2 separate regions of the Mus musculus genome follow, and region 1 is linked to region 2. Evidence: chromatin contacts called from public HiChIP or PLAC-seq data. All regions are on one chromosome and are shown on one strand. The core of a region is the stretch at or near the end of the contact, and the rest is flanking DNA. Distances in the headings are between cores, read along the strand shown. Region 1 overlaps Unc13a (unc-13 homolog A). Region 2 overlaps Ccdc124 (coiled-coil domain containing 124).

Region 1 (6,344 bases), core at 3,815-6,314, 780 kb before region 2:
AAGACTCTTGGTACAGCCAATCCTACCCTTTAGTAAGCAGGGGTGGTGGACTCCAGCCTCTCGGCCAGCTCAGCCCTGCGGTGCACTTCAAAACCTCACTACTAGGAGTGTGTGTGTGCACATCACCCCTGGTTGACATCCAAACTGCCAAACAAGGTGGTTTGGCTATGGGCAGGGACAGGTTCCGTTTGGAATAATCTAGGTTGAACATTAGGAGCTTATAATAGATGACTGGGCGTGGCAGAGTGTCACGGGCTGCAGGGAAGGAAGAGTGGGTGCACAGGTTGAGACTGTTGAGATGGCTGAAGCTATACCAGTAGAGCAAGGGTCTGTGAGTCTCAGTTAAGCCAGTGCTCGGTGCCTGAACAGCAGCATGTACCCAACAGGGGCTCAATTCATGCCGAGTAAGTGCGTGGCTCCTGTGCCCCGTGTTTCTAATGTCTTGAGCAGTAACATAGACACAATGGCTGCTTGATCCATGATAAGCACACATGTGGCTGATAGGTGGACCTGTGTTCCTGGAGCCAAAAGGGATGAGCCCCCCCAGTAGGTGCTCATTCTACGATGAGCAGATGTGTGGTCCATGTTCCAGCATCGAGCACACATAAGCACTCATTTCATGCCGCTTACGGGCCTGGGTGATGCAGTCTTGCTCCTGGTCTCTTGAGCAAGAATGAGCACACAGTAGGCACTCTGACTTTGTTGAGCACACCCTGGGTGATGGTGTTGGCAGGGGGAGGGATGGTGGTGTGGCCAAGGTCTGACCGTTTCTCCACAGCCCCACAGGCAGCAGCCGCTATGCTTCTTCCGGGGAGCTGAGCCAGGGAAGCTCACAGCTGAGCGAGGACTTCGACCCTGATGAGCACAGCCTGCAGGGCTCGGAGCTGGATGACGAGAGGGACCGCGATTCTTATCACTCCTGTCACAGCTCCGTGAGTTACCACAAGGACTCACCCCGCTGGGACCAGGACGATGAGGACCTGGAGGACCTGGAGGACCTGGAAGATGAGGAGCTGCCCGAGGAGGAGGAGGAGTTGGAGGAGGAGGGGGAGGAGGAATTGGAGGAAGAGGATTTGGAGGAGGAGGAGGAGGTGCCTGATGACCTGGCCAGCTACACCCAGCAGGAGGACACCACTGTGGCTGAGCCCAAAGAGTTCAAGCGGATCAGCTTCCCAACGGCTGCGCCTCAGAAGGATGACAAGGTTTCAGCTGTGCCTACAGAGGCCCCCGAGGTGGCCAAAGGCATCCCCAAAGCAGCCACACCCGAGGAGAAGGCAGCTGCAGAGCGTGCGCAGGAAGCCGAGCCCCCCAAGTCTGAGGAGAGGTATCTGGAGGAACTGAGGTGCAGGGCAGCATTGAGAGGGCTCTGTGGGCCTCTGAGAGCAGCACGTTGTGTAGGCAGAGCTGGAGCGGGAGGCTGGGATCCCACAGAGACGTTCTGAGCCCCTGCCCGCCTTCCCCGGCTTAGTTTCAGATCTCGAGAGGAGGAAGAGGGCCAGGAAGGGCAGGATGCCATGTCCAGAGCCAAAGCCAACTGGTTGCGAGCCTTCAACAAGGTGCGCATGCAGCTGCAGGAGGTGAGTGGCACAGTCAGTCCATGTCTACAGCCACCATGGAGGCCACGCCCACCACAGAGGCCACTCCCACCAAGACCTGCCCATCAGCCCATACACCAGCAAGACCACATTCAACACCCTTCCCCTCCTCAACAATATTATACTCATCATTTCACCCCCTACCCAATAAATCCATGCTCACCACCTACCACAGCCAGCAGGCCACGCCCACCCAACCCCAAAAGACCACACCTACTCACACCCAGCAATACCACACCCACCACCCACAAACTCAGTTCTATAGCCCCTTTGCAGACAGATGTGAGGGTCCCTGCTTCAACTCTCGTGGCCCTATCGGATGCTCTGGCTCTACATGCTGGCCCCACGGAAGCTGGACTTCCCAAATCTGTAATGATCCGAATTGGAGGCCCGAGACTGGAAAAGCCATGTAAGGAATCAATCTCACGGGTAAAGACAGAGGTTAGGACAGCGGTGAGAGGTCAGAGGTCAGTGTTAGAATTGACATTTGGCAGAGAGGTCCTCACCACCTGCAGGAAGAGTGACAGGTGAAGTTGGACGTCACAGTGAGTCTTCTGAAGGCTCCTTAGTTTAGTTCAGCTTTGCAAAGAACTGTGTTGATGTCCAGATGGCCATCCAAACTGGGCAGGAGCGCCAGGAAGCAGAACACCCGAAGACCACTGACCACCCGAAGTCACACTACAGACATTACAAACCAGATTTCTTACCCATTTAAGAATAGTATTTAAGGAACTGGCTAAATAGTTAAGAGAACTGGCTGCTCTTACAGAGGACCCCAAATTTGGCTCTCAGCACCCATATGGCAGCTCAGAACTGTCTGTAACTCCAGATCCAAAGGACCAAACATCCTCTTCTGGCTTCTGTGGGCACCTGGAGCACACACATGATGCACAGATACAAATGCAGACAAAACATCCATACACGTAAAAATAATCATAATAAAAAATTTAAGTTAGGGATGCTTAGGGGTGGGATGGGGAGCACCCTTTCAGAGGCAAAGGGGTGGGGGTGGGGTGAAAAGACCTCTTGGAGGGGGGACCAGGAAGGGGGCAACATTTGGAATGTAAATAAATGAAACAATAAAAAAAATTAGAACCAGGCGGTGGTGGCGCACGCCTTTAATCCCAGCACTTGGGAGGCAGAGGCAGGTGGATTTCTGAGTCCGAGGCCAGCCTGGTCTACAGAGTGAGTTCAAGGACAGCCAGGGCTACACAGAGAAACCCTGTCTCGAAAACAAACAAACAAACAAAAAATTAGAGATGTTTAGCTGGATATGATGACACAGGGCAGTCATTCCTCAGCACTTGAGAGGCTGAGGCAGGGGGATTGCAGGTCAGACACACACACACACACACACACAGAGAGAGAGAGAGAGAGAGAGAGAGAGAGAGAGAGAGAGAGAGAGAGAGAGAGAGAGAGAGAGAGAGAGAGAGAGAGCGCAACAAGACTGAGTGGGGAAAATGATGTCAAGTGTTCAGAATCGATGGATTTGATTGACAGAGAGGCTCTCTGCCTCTTGCAGACTGTTTTACAGGCTAGGGTCCAGAAAACCCAGGGCTACACAGGGAGATGTAGGACCTGGCTTTCCCAATTCTTCACCCACGTGGGAGACAGAAGGGGGTGAATAGCTTGCCTCAGGAATAGAGGGGTGACCAGTGTGTCTGTTTTCTGTCTGTCCTGCAGGCCCGAGGAGAAGGGGATATGTCTAAGTCTCTATGGTTCAAAGGCGGGTGAGCAGTGCATCCTGGTTAAGGGGGGATATTTTAAAACCAGAGATCAAGGTTGGTTCACACCTGTTGCTCACACAGGGGTGGAATGTCAAGAGGATCTCATATTGAGAGGAGAAAATAGTTTGTTGTTATTTATTTATTATTTATTTTTGAGAAAAGGTTTCTCTGTGTAGCCCTGACTGTCCGGGAACTCACTCTGTAGACCAGGCTGGCCTCGAACTCACAGAGATATGCCTGCCTTTGCCTTTAAAGTTGTGACTAAAGGCATGTGCCACTATCACCTGGCTCAGTCTTTTTTTGTTTTCTTTTGTTAAGAGTACTAGTCTATGCCAACTTACCCATCTGAGAGCCGGAATTCCAAAGAAAGGTCACACTCCTAGGCTTGCTTGAGTTTGTCTTTGCCTGACAGTTGAACTCTCAGCCCATGGGGAGGTTGGGGGTTCTGCACCTCTAGTGATGGGTGTAAGGCTGGGGCACAAGACTGGGCCCTCAATGTCCCCGTGTATCTTGCAGTCCTGGTGGTGGCCTTATCATCATTGACAGCATGCCAGACATCAGGAAACGGAAGCCCATTCCCCTCGTGAGCGACCTGGTGAGCAGCTCCATGCTCCCACCCTGAGTGGGACTGCTAGGAGCAGTGCACGGCCTGTACCACTGCCCAGGGTGGCCCTGAGGCTGGGGACTGCCCAGGCAGTCCTTGAGACTAATGTACCTTAATTTCCACCCTCCTGCATCCTGGACCTCAGGCTATGGTGAGTAACGGAGATGGGGGGGGTCTCTCCCCAGACATGCTTATTGGGGGATCTTTCAGCTGTCACCCCTGTGTGGGTGCTAAGGCTCATGGGTGAGAAGAACAGGTGTTCTCATACTCGGGAGCTACCTTTATTCACCACGACCCAGCTGAGAGTTTTGCTCAGTGGGTGTCTCCCAAGTCCCACCTTAGGGGTGTGGGAAATTCGCCCCCCAGGATTCCTTCTGACCCAGCCCCCAGTCCCAGCACCGAGACTCCCCTTGTGTGGCCTGCACTCACTGGCGACCTTCTCACCACAGTCATTGGTGCAGTCTCGGAAGGCAGGCATCACCTCGGCCTTGGCCTCCAGCACGTTGAACAATGAAGAGCTGGTGAGTAGGGGGCTCGGGAAGGGACTCCGCGATGATGTAAGAGCGGGGGTTGGGGGGAGCCGGGGTGTCCGAGACTCCCGCGTTACATACGGCCCTTGTTCCTCTGCAGAAAAATCACGTTTACAAGAAGACCCTGCAAGCCTTAATCTACCCCATCTCCTGCACCACGCCGCACAATTTCGAGGTGTGGACGGCCACCACGCCCACCTACTGCTATGAGTGCGAGGGGCTGCTGTGGGGCATCGCGCGGCAGGGCATGCGATGCACCGAGTGCGGCGTTAAGTGCCACGAGAAGTGCCAGGACCTGCTCAATGCGGATTGCCTGCAGCGTAAGGGGCGGGGCCAGGCACTGAGGGGCGGGACTGAGACGGGTGGGTGTGGTCAGGGTTAGCAAGACCGCCTGCACCGTGAGGGACAGGTAGAGGCCCAAGACCAGAGGGGAAGAACCAGGCTGGAGTGGACCAGGCCGGGAAGGTTGAGCTGCGTGGTCAGCTTGGCTGAGGGGAAGCCCTCAATCGCTGGCTGCAATAGCTCAGGGTTCTTCTGGCGGTGAAATGGAGATGCTACTGGTATAATGAGCCAGAGGTAAGGCAACAGGCATGGCTATGTGGGCGGGGCTTAGCTTAAGGACCGGGCTCCTCAAGGTTTCTGCAAAGTGGTTCTCAACTTGTAGGTCGCGACCCCAAACATATCAGATATCCTGCATATTTTCATTATGATTCGTAACACTATAGCAAAATTACAGTTGTGAAGTAGCAACCAAATAATTGATTGTGGGTCATTACAACATGAGGAACTGTATTAAGGGGCTGCATTGGAATGTTGAGAATTTTATGAGCTGGGACAGGCCATGAGGCTGCAGGAGTGGAGAAAAGCTGAGGAGGTAGAGGCAGCAGGTGCTGGTCTGTACAGGGGCTTTCGGGTGAGACAGGCGACTGCCCTCCTACTCTGCCTGCCTTAGAGAAAGGAGGTCCTCAGGAGGGGAGGGGACTAAGAGACTGAGTCCCAATGTGCTGATGATCTAACAGGGCAGGGCTTTGAGAGGAAGGATGCCCACCTGGCAGGAAGGCTGTGATGCTCAGACAGGGTGATAGGTGAGTGACAAGGAAGTCTTGGAGGGGACGGGGCCTTATGCAGTGTGTCCTAGAGGGTGTGGCTTGGAGGACCGCATCTCAGTGGGATGTGCCCTCAGCTGGCACTAGGTTTGTAGGTAGGTAGAGACTCTGTGTAGGCATGACTCACCGTGATGTCTGGGGCAGGACTCAGTGGACAGAAAATTCAGGGTATGACTGACAGGGAAATGCCTAGGGTAGGGCCTAAAGATGGGCAGAGACTCAGGGTGGGAGAGTCTCAAGAGACTGGGCCCTGGGAGGGAAGGAGATTCCAGGTGAGGAGAACCTCATAGGAGTGGCCAATCCAGAGTAGCCTCAGAGGGTAGGGCGCTTTGGTGACCTGCCGGGGTTGGAGGGTTGGAAGCTAGCAGCTGGTCACTAAGGCCAAGTACATCTGCAACTCAGGGGCGGCTGAGAAGAGTTCCAAGCATGGCGCTGAAGACCGCACGCAGAACATCATCATGGTGCTGAAGGACCGCATGAAGATCCGCGAGCGCAACAAGCCTGAGATCTTCGAGCTTATCCAAGAGATCTTCGCGGTCACCAAGAGCGCACACACACAGCAGATGAAAGCTGTCAAGCAGAGTGTGCTGGACGGCACATCCAAGTGGTCTGCCAAAATTAGCATCACAGGTGTGCGTGCACAGACAGCCCTGGGGAGAGAACCGAGGGGTGCCTGGAACCGAGAGAGGGCTGCAGCTTGAGGTGGACCTCAGGGAAGCTGCCTCTAGCATGCATGTGAGAGTGGTCCCACCTATGGTGCATAAGTGGATGGGTGATGGATG
Region 2 (5,764 bases), core at 322-2,821:
GAGTCAGTCTACTACAATGTCTCTTCCAGGCACATTGGCTGTGTGTCCTTTCATCTGGTGGGGTCCAGTGTAGGCTCACAGGCCACAGAGTGTCCCCCATCTACACAGTCTAAAATAGGACACCCCAACAGCCATCACCCACCTTGCAGGGTTCCAGTACACTGTGACTTGTAAAAGCCCATACCTTGGTGGACGGTTAGATATGCTCCATACAACATATGCCACCAGAGGCTCTGACACGACACAAAACCCAGTGCTGAGTGACAGCAGCCAGACAGAATTCCACATGGTGAATAGTCTGTTAACCGGAAATACCTCCAGGGACAGGCAGAGGGGAAGTAGCTCAGGAGCTGGAGCAAGGAACGGAAGTGACAGCTGATAGGATTGGAGTCTTCTGGAGTACGCAGTGTTGGTCTTTGCACAACGTTGTAATTATAGTTTTAAAAAAATTATTTCAGTAGGCTGGAGAGATGGCTCAGTGGTTAAGAGCACAAGGTCCTGAGTTCAGTTCCCATCAACCACATGGTGGCTCACAACCATCTGCAATGGCACCCGGTGCCCTCTTCTGGTGTGTCTGAGAAGAGCGACAGTGTACTCACATACATAAAATAAATAAATCTTTTAAAATTAATTATTTTTTCAAGACACCCTGGCTATCCTGGAACTTACTCTGTAGACCAGGCTGGTCTTGAACTCAGAAACCCGCCTGCCTCTGCCTCCCAATGCTGGGATTAAAGGCGTGTGCCACCACCGCCCAGCAATAAATCTTTTTTAAAAAATTGTTCAAAAGCCTCAGAAGAAACACAACAGTAGAGCCCCTTCCTAGAATCACCAGGGAGGGGTGAGGACATGGCTCAGGGCTAGAGCCCCTGTCCTCCAGTGTGGAGGTTCAGGTGGAGCTCCCTCCGCCCTGTGGAGGCCCTGCCTACGTTTTGTGGGTACAGAGTTGTTATATATGTTAATAAAATGAGAGGAAATGCTGACTTGAGGGACTCGCTGCTCCTTGCTATCCTAATAGCGTCCAAGGGTCAGACAGGATCATGTCAGGCCAGCCTGCTCTACATAATGAGACCCTGTTTTTTAAAAAATCGCTTTTGCAAGCAGTCTGTAAAGTCTTGGAGATGGGTGGGTCCTAGTCACAGTCCAGCCCCTCCACGGTGTCCTTCCTGCAGCCTGCTGAGGGATGCCCAAGAAGTTCCAGGGCGAGAACAGCAAGTCGGCAGCTGCCCGAGCACGGAGGGCTGAAGCCAAGGCGGCCGCTGATGCCAAGAAACAGAAGGAGCTGGAAGATGCTTACTGGAAGGATGAGGACAAACACGTGATGCGGAAGGAGCAACGCAAGGTGGGCGGCATGGGCTTCGGTGTTGAAAGGTGGCTCGAGGTAGCCATGGAGGGATGCATACTCAGAAGCTAGCTGAAGTGGGTCTGTGTTTGTCTCCAACCTTATTGTGACATTCCTGACCGAGGCCTGTCTTGAGCCAGCCCCAGGTGCCTACTTGGTACTGGAGTGGTTCGGGCTTGGTGCTGACGTGTCTGCCCACTAGGTGGCAACAGAGACCCTGTCTCCACAGCAGGCCTCGCCCTGCTATCCAGGGGGTTGGTCATTGTTCTGTTTCTATCACCCAGGCTGGCCTGGAACACCCGGGCTCAGCCTCTCCACCTGCCTCAGCTCCCCCTGCAGCTTGGTGGTACTCCAGGTTCGCACCATGATCAGAATTCTGTGTGTCTTTCTCAGTACTGATGACCTTCTTTTGGGATGAGCTGTCCTGGTGCACGACCCTGCCCAGACCCTCTGTCCCCAGAAGACAGAGTGGGAGTGGGATGTTCAGAGCTAGTGGAGGAATTCCACAGGGCAGGGTGCTATTCAAAAGCCATGTAGCGAGATAGCGCTGAGGCAAAGGAGCCTCCGGAAGATGCTGCCTTCAAACACCTTTGATTTTGACCCCAGATAGGCATTCCTCTCTGCCTTTGGGGTAAAGGCACATGGAAATACCCTTGTGAAGCACTTTAGCTGCCCAGGTCCTTTTGTACAAGGGTGCCCTGGGGGGATAGGGAAGGAGGGAGCAGCGCCCTCTTGGGTTCCACCCTGGGCACCCAGGCAGCTTCTGTCTACATAGCCTTCCCCTGTTGCCCCTGCAGGAGGAGAAGGAGAAGCGACGCCTGGAGCAGCTGGAGCGCAAGAAGGAGACGCAGCGCCTGCTGGAGGAGGAAGACTCACGGCTCAAAGGCGGCAAGGCCCCACGTGTGGCGCCCGCCAAGGTCACACGTGCACAGATCGAGGACTCGCTGCGGAGAGAGCAGCGGGCAGAGCCAGGTGTGCATGTGGCCTGGGGCAAATCCCCCGAGGGCTTCGCGCCAACGCCTCGTTCTCATATTCTGTCCCTGTCACCCACAGTGGAAAAGGCTAAGAGCCACCTAGAGCTGCCACTGGAAGAGAACCTTAACCGGCGCCTGCAGGAAGAGGGCAGCGTGGAGGCGCGCACTGTGGAGGACGCCATCGCAGTGCTCAGGTGGGCGGGGCGGGCTGTGTGGGCGGGGCCCTGAAGAGGAGAGTTTGTTGGGGCGGGACTTAGGTCTGGGTCCTGACTCCTTGACTTGCAGTGTGGCTGAGGAAGCTGACCGGCATCCTGAGCGCCGGATGCGAGCGGCCTTCACCGCGTTTGAGGAGGTGCAACTGCCACGGTTGAAGCAGGAGAACCCCAACATGCGGCTGTCGCAACTGAAGCAGCTGCTGAAGAAGGAGTGGTTGCGCTCCCCTGACAACCCGATGAACCAGCGCGCCCTGCCCTTTAATGCGCCCAAGTGACAGAACCAGGCTGAGTCCAGCTTGTCTGAGTCAGCTCATCCCCCTCCAGCCAGGCCTGACCAGGGATTCATAGAGTTCCGGGCCTGGGATTCTCCCAGCTGCGCCATAGGTCATCCTCAACAACCCAGAGGGTCCCTGCTCTGACATCCTAGTCCCCGTGAGCCCTGCAGAGCCCAGTGGAGTACCCTCCCAATAAAGGCTGTGGCGAGGCTGAGGCCCATGTCTGTATGTGTGGTGGGTCCCACAAGGGTGACAGGAGGGGCTGGACTTGCACGCCCCCTGGATAGGGCAGGGTGATTGGAGAGGCTTGAAGTCAGTCACACAGCAGCGGTGGAGCTGCAGGTGCCCACCCTGAGCCTGAGGTGTAAGGCAGTTTTCTCCAGGCTGACACACGGAACACAAATGTGTGGGGCTGGCTGAGGCTGTCTGGTAAAGATCATTGGCCATGATGGAGAAGAGTATAGGCTTTGAACCCAGAGCTGCTTTTTCTAGCAGCATTAATACTGAAGAGCTGAGAGGGAGCTGGAGAGAGACCCATAAGCCTGTGGGCAACGCTAACTGCATGACATTGTGAGGCCGGCTGGCTTGCACCCTGGCAGTGTCCCCATCTGAAAATGGCTGGTGAGCACCTTTGAGAGGCAATGGTCAGACAATCAGCAGCACGTACTGAATGTAGAACTTAGTATTCAACAGACTCGGGCACTGAACTTATGTTCTGCTCCTGATCATAGGACATTAAGATGGCCTGTCGCCGTGCAGTGGTGGCGCACACCTTTAACCCCAGCACTCGGGAGGCAGAGGCAGGAGGATTTCTGAGTTTGAGGCCAGCCTGGTCTACAGAGTAGTTCCAGGACAGCCAGGGCTATACAGAGAAACCGTGTCTCGAAACCAAAAAAAAAAAAAAAAAAAAAAAAAAAGGCCTGTCATGGGGAAATTAAGGCACAAGGGTAGGCGTGGGGGTGGGGATTTATCAAGTCCTAAAATACTGACACCTGACACACATGACGTTTTTCTTGTACCAGGAATGATGCAGGTGTCCCCTGCTCCCAAGGGCTGGGGCTGGGATGAAGGGATAAGTTTCATGGAGTGGGCCTTTGAAGAATGTGAAAGAGTCCTATACCTAATCAAGAGGGACGGGCCATTGATGCCAAGGGAGTGACACACTGATGCTGGATGTGGCTGGAAGTATAGCAAGATACATCAGATTAGTAGAGTGACTCCAGCCCCACAACTGGAAAGTCAAAAATTCCTAACCTGGGCACGGGGCGCGTGCCTGCCACCCCAGGCCTCCAGGCAGAGTCAGGAGTTCCTGGTCACCCTTTGCTCTATGGTGGCTACATGGTCTTAAAGGCCTCGTGGGGAGAAAAGCCTACTAAACCGAACAAGTCCTGCAGCGCACCAAGAGGCAGCCCTGGGAACAGGGGGTGCCTGGTATCCCTGCAAAAGACCTGGAAGCCTTGGTGAGGCTGGGGCAGAGGAGTCATCACTCATGGGGCGTGGCAGCAGTCGGGGGTCCATGTACCTGAATGTGTCGTCTCCTATACACGTATGGTATCCTCACCTTACAGTGACAGAGCAGCTGGGACAAAAAGCCCATCATGCTTGCAGCTCCAGGTGCCTCTAGGAAACAGGTCCCGGTAGTTCCCCATAAAGAGGTGTTCGAATCCCACCTGGGTGGCTGCTAAGATCTTAAGCAAAGTTATCTTGTGTTCCTGTGAAGCTGCTGCAGGAGTCAACCTGGGCTACAAAGATCTTATTCCCCCTACCCCATCTACCCCCCAAAAAAGAGAATTGAGGGAGCTAGAGAGTTGGTTCAGTAGGTACAAGTACTTCACAACTGTGACTCCAGTGCCAGCGTCTTCAATGATCTCTTTGATCTCCAAGGGCACCATATACACATGTGGCATATACACTTATCTACTTAGGTGTGTCTACCTATGTGTGTTCAGACAAAACACTACACACATAAACGTTGAAAACTAAAAACCTTAGCTTGAGACAGAGTCGAATGTAGCCAAGGTTGACCTTGAACTTATTCTCCCTCCTCCTCCTGCTGGTACCAGAATTCACTGCCACACCCAGGTTCCAGGATCACCAATGGCGCAGAGCTGGTCACAAGGTGCAGGGCATCGCTGGAAAGGCATAAACGCCCTAAAGAAGGCGACCCATTGAACCTCTCACTGGCCCGTGTTGGACTCTCCTGGTGACAGGAGGAAACCAGCAGGAGGGGCAGGGACCTGGGAGCGCACTGCAAAACAGCGCGGAGCCACAGGGCTGGCTGTTTTCCTACAAGAGTTAGAACATAAAGGACAAGAACCACATGTGGTGGCCCTTGCTAGTCATCACGGCAATGTGGAGTTTGAGGCAGGGGCATTGCTGCAAGTTCAATGTCAGGCTGAGCCACATACAGAGACAATGTCAAAATAAAAAAAGACGGGGACAGGAGCCTAAGCAACAACCTTTGTTCTGTAGAAAAGCCCCATCTCTCGGAATCCCAGCCCGCGCCTGCGCACTAGCAGCGGGGAAATCCCTGACTCGGAGAGGGGTTGCTAGAAGGGAGTTCCCCGCAGTTGCCAAGGATACCAGGCGGGCCTAAGAGTCACACGCTGCGCATGTGCGGAGTACTTTGTTTCCTTCACTTGGGCTTTCCCTGTGGGGGGCGGGGAGAGAGTGTTAACCCGCGCGCATGCGCCAGCCACTGCGCGTCCCAGGGGACTAGGGGAATCCTCCACCGCCCTAGCGCCCACGCAGTCCGGGGTAATCGGCTCGAACAAGGGAGGAGCTCCTGGCGAGGGCGGTGGGGGAGGGCTGCTGGCGGGGTCTTCCCCAGGTTTCGGCCCTCGCGGTCGCCATGGCAACCGTGCGGGAGCTGCAGAGTGAGGGCTACAGGGAAGCCGGGCAGATGTGCGCATGCGCCATCAGGGCTGGGGGGTTCCCCTTTAGCACCGCGGGGGTGAC

Evidence for each region. HiChIP or PLAC-seq counts read pairs in DNA pulled down with a chosen protein or histone mark.
Region 1: an H3K27ac HiChIP or PLAC-seq map of differentiating embryonic stem cells shows a contact between it and region 2, with 5 times the contacts expected there. The contact joins two enhancer-like sites. A contact is called at or near these places in 3 of 39 promoter capture datasets (embryonic stem cells, hippocampal neurons and pre-B cells), 1 of 484 Hi-C or Micro-C datasets (B cells) and 6 of 115 datasets of contacts at active chromatin or transcription factors (differentiating embryonic stem cells, embryonic midbrain, embryonic stem cells and 2 more).

What each region holds. Positions count from the first base shown.
Region 1 is chr8:71,653,236-71,659,579 of GRCm38.p6, reverse strand. It overlaps Unc13a (unc-13 homolog A), which reads left to right. Exons shown (of 44, transcript NM_001029873.2): 10 at 779-1,324; 11 at 1,469-1,577; 12 at 3,279-3,325; 13 at 3,839-3,917; 14 at 4,072-4,077; 15 at 4,376-4,447; 16 at 4,557-4,776; 17 at 5,965-6,192. Among named protein-coding and RNA genes, the nearest start is that of Unc13a, 15 kb to the left of the region's middle. Within about 2 kb of position 5,064, at least 35 of the 459 cell types and tissues checked have an H3K27ac peak or open chromatin away from gene starts, as enhancers often do. A contact at or near this core is called in differentiating embryonic stem cells, where this site is marked.
Region 2 is chr8:70,865,483-70,871,246 of GRCm38.p6, reverse strand. It overlaps Ccdc124 (coiled-coil domain containing 124), which reads left to right. Exons shown (of 5, transcript NM_026964.3): 2 at 1,173-1,342; 3 at 2,140-2,314; 4 at 2,396-2,510; 5 at 2,602-3,020. The coding sequence starts at 1,184. The coding sequence ends at 2,806. It also overlaps a transcript of Kcnn1 not described here. Among named protein-coding and RNA genes, the nearest start is that of Ccdc124, 5.1 kb to the left of the region's middle. Within about 2 kb of position 1,571, at least 43 of the 459 cell types and tissues checked have an H3K27ac peak or open chromatin away from gene starts, as enhancers often do. A contact at or near this core is called in differentiating embryonic stem cells, where this site is marked.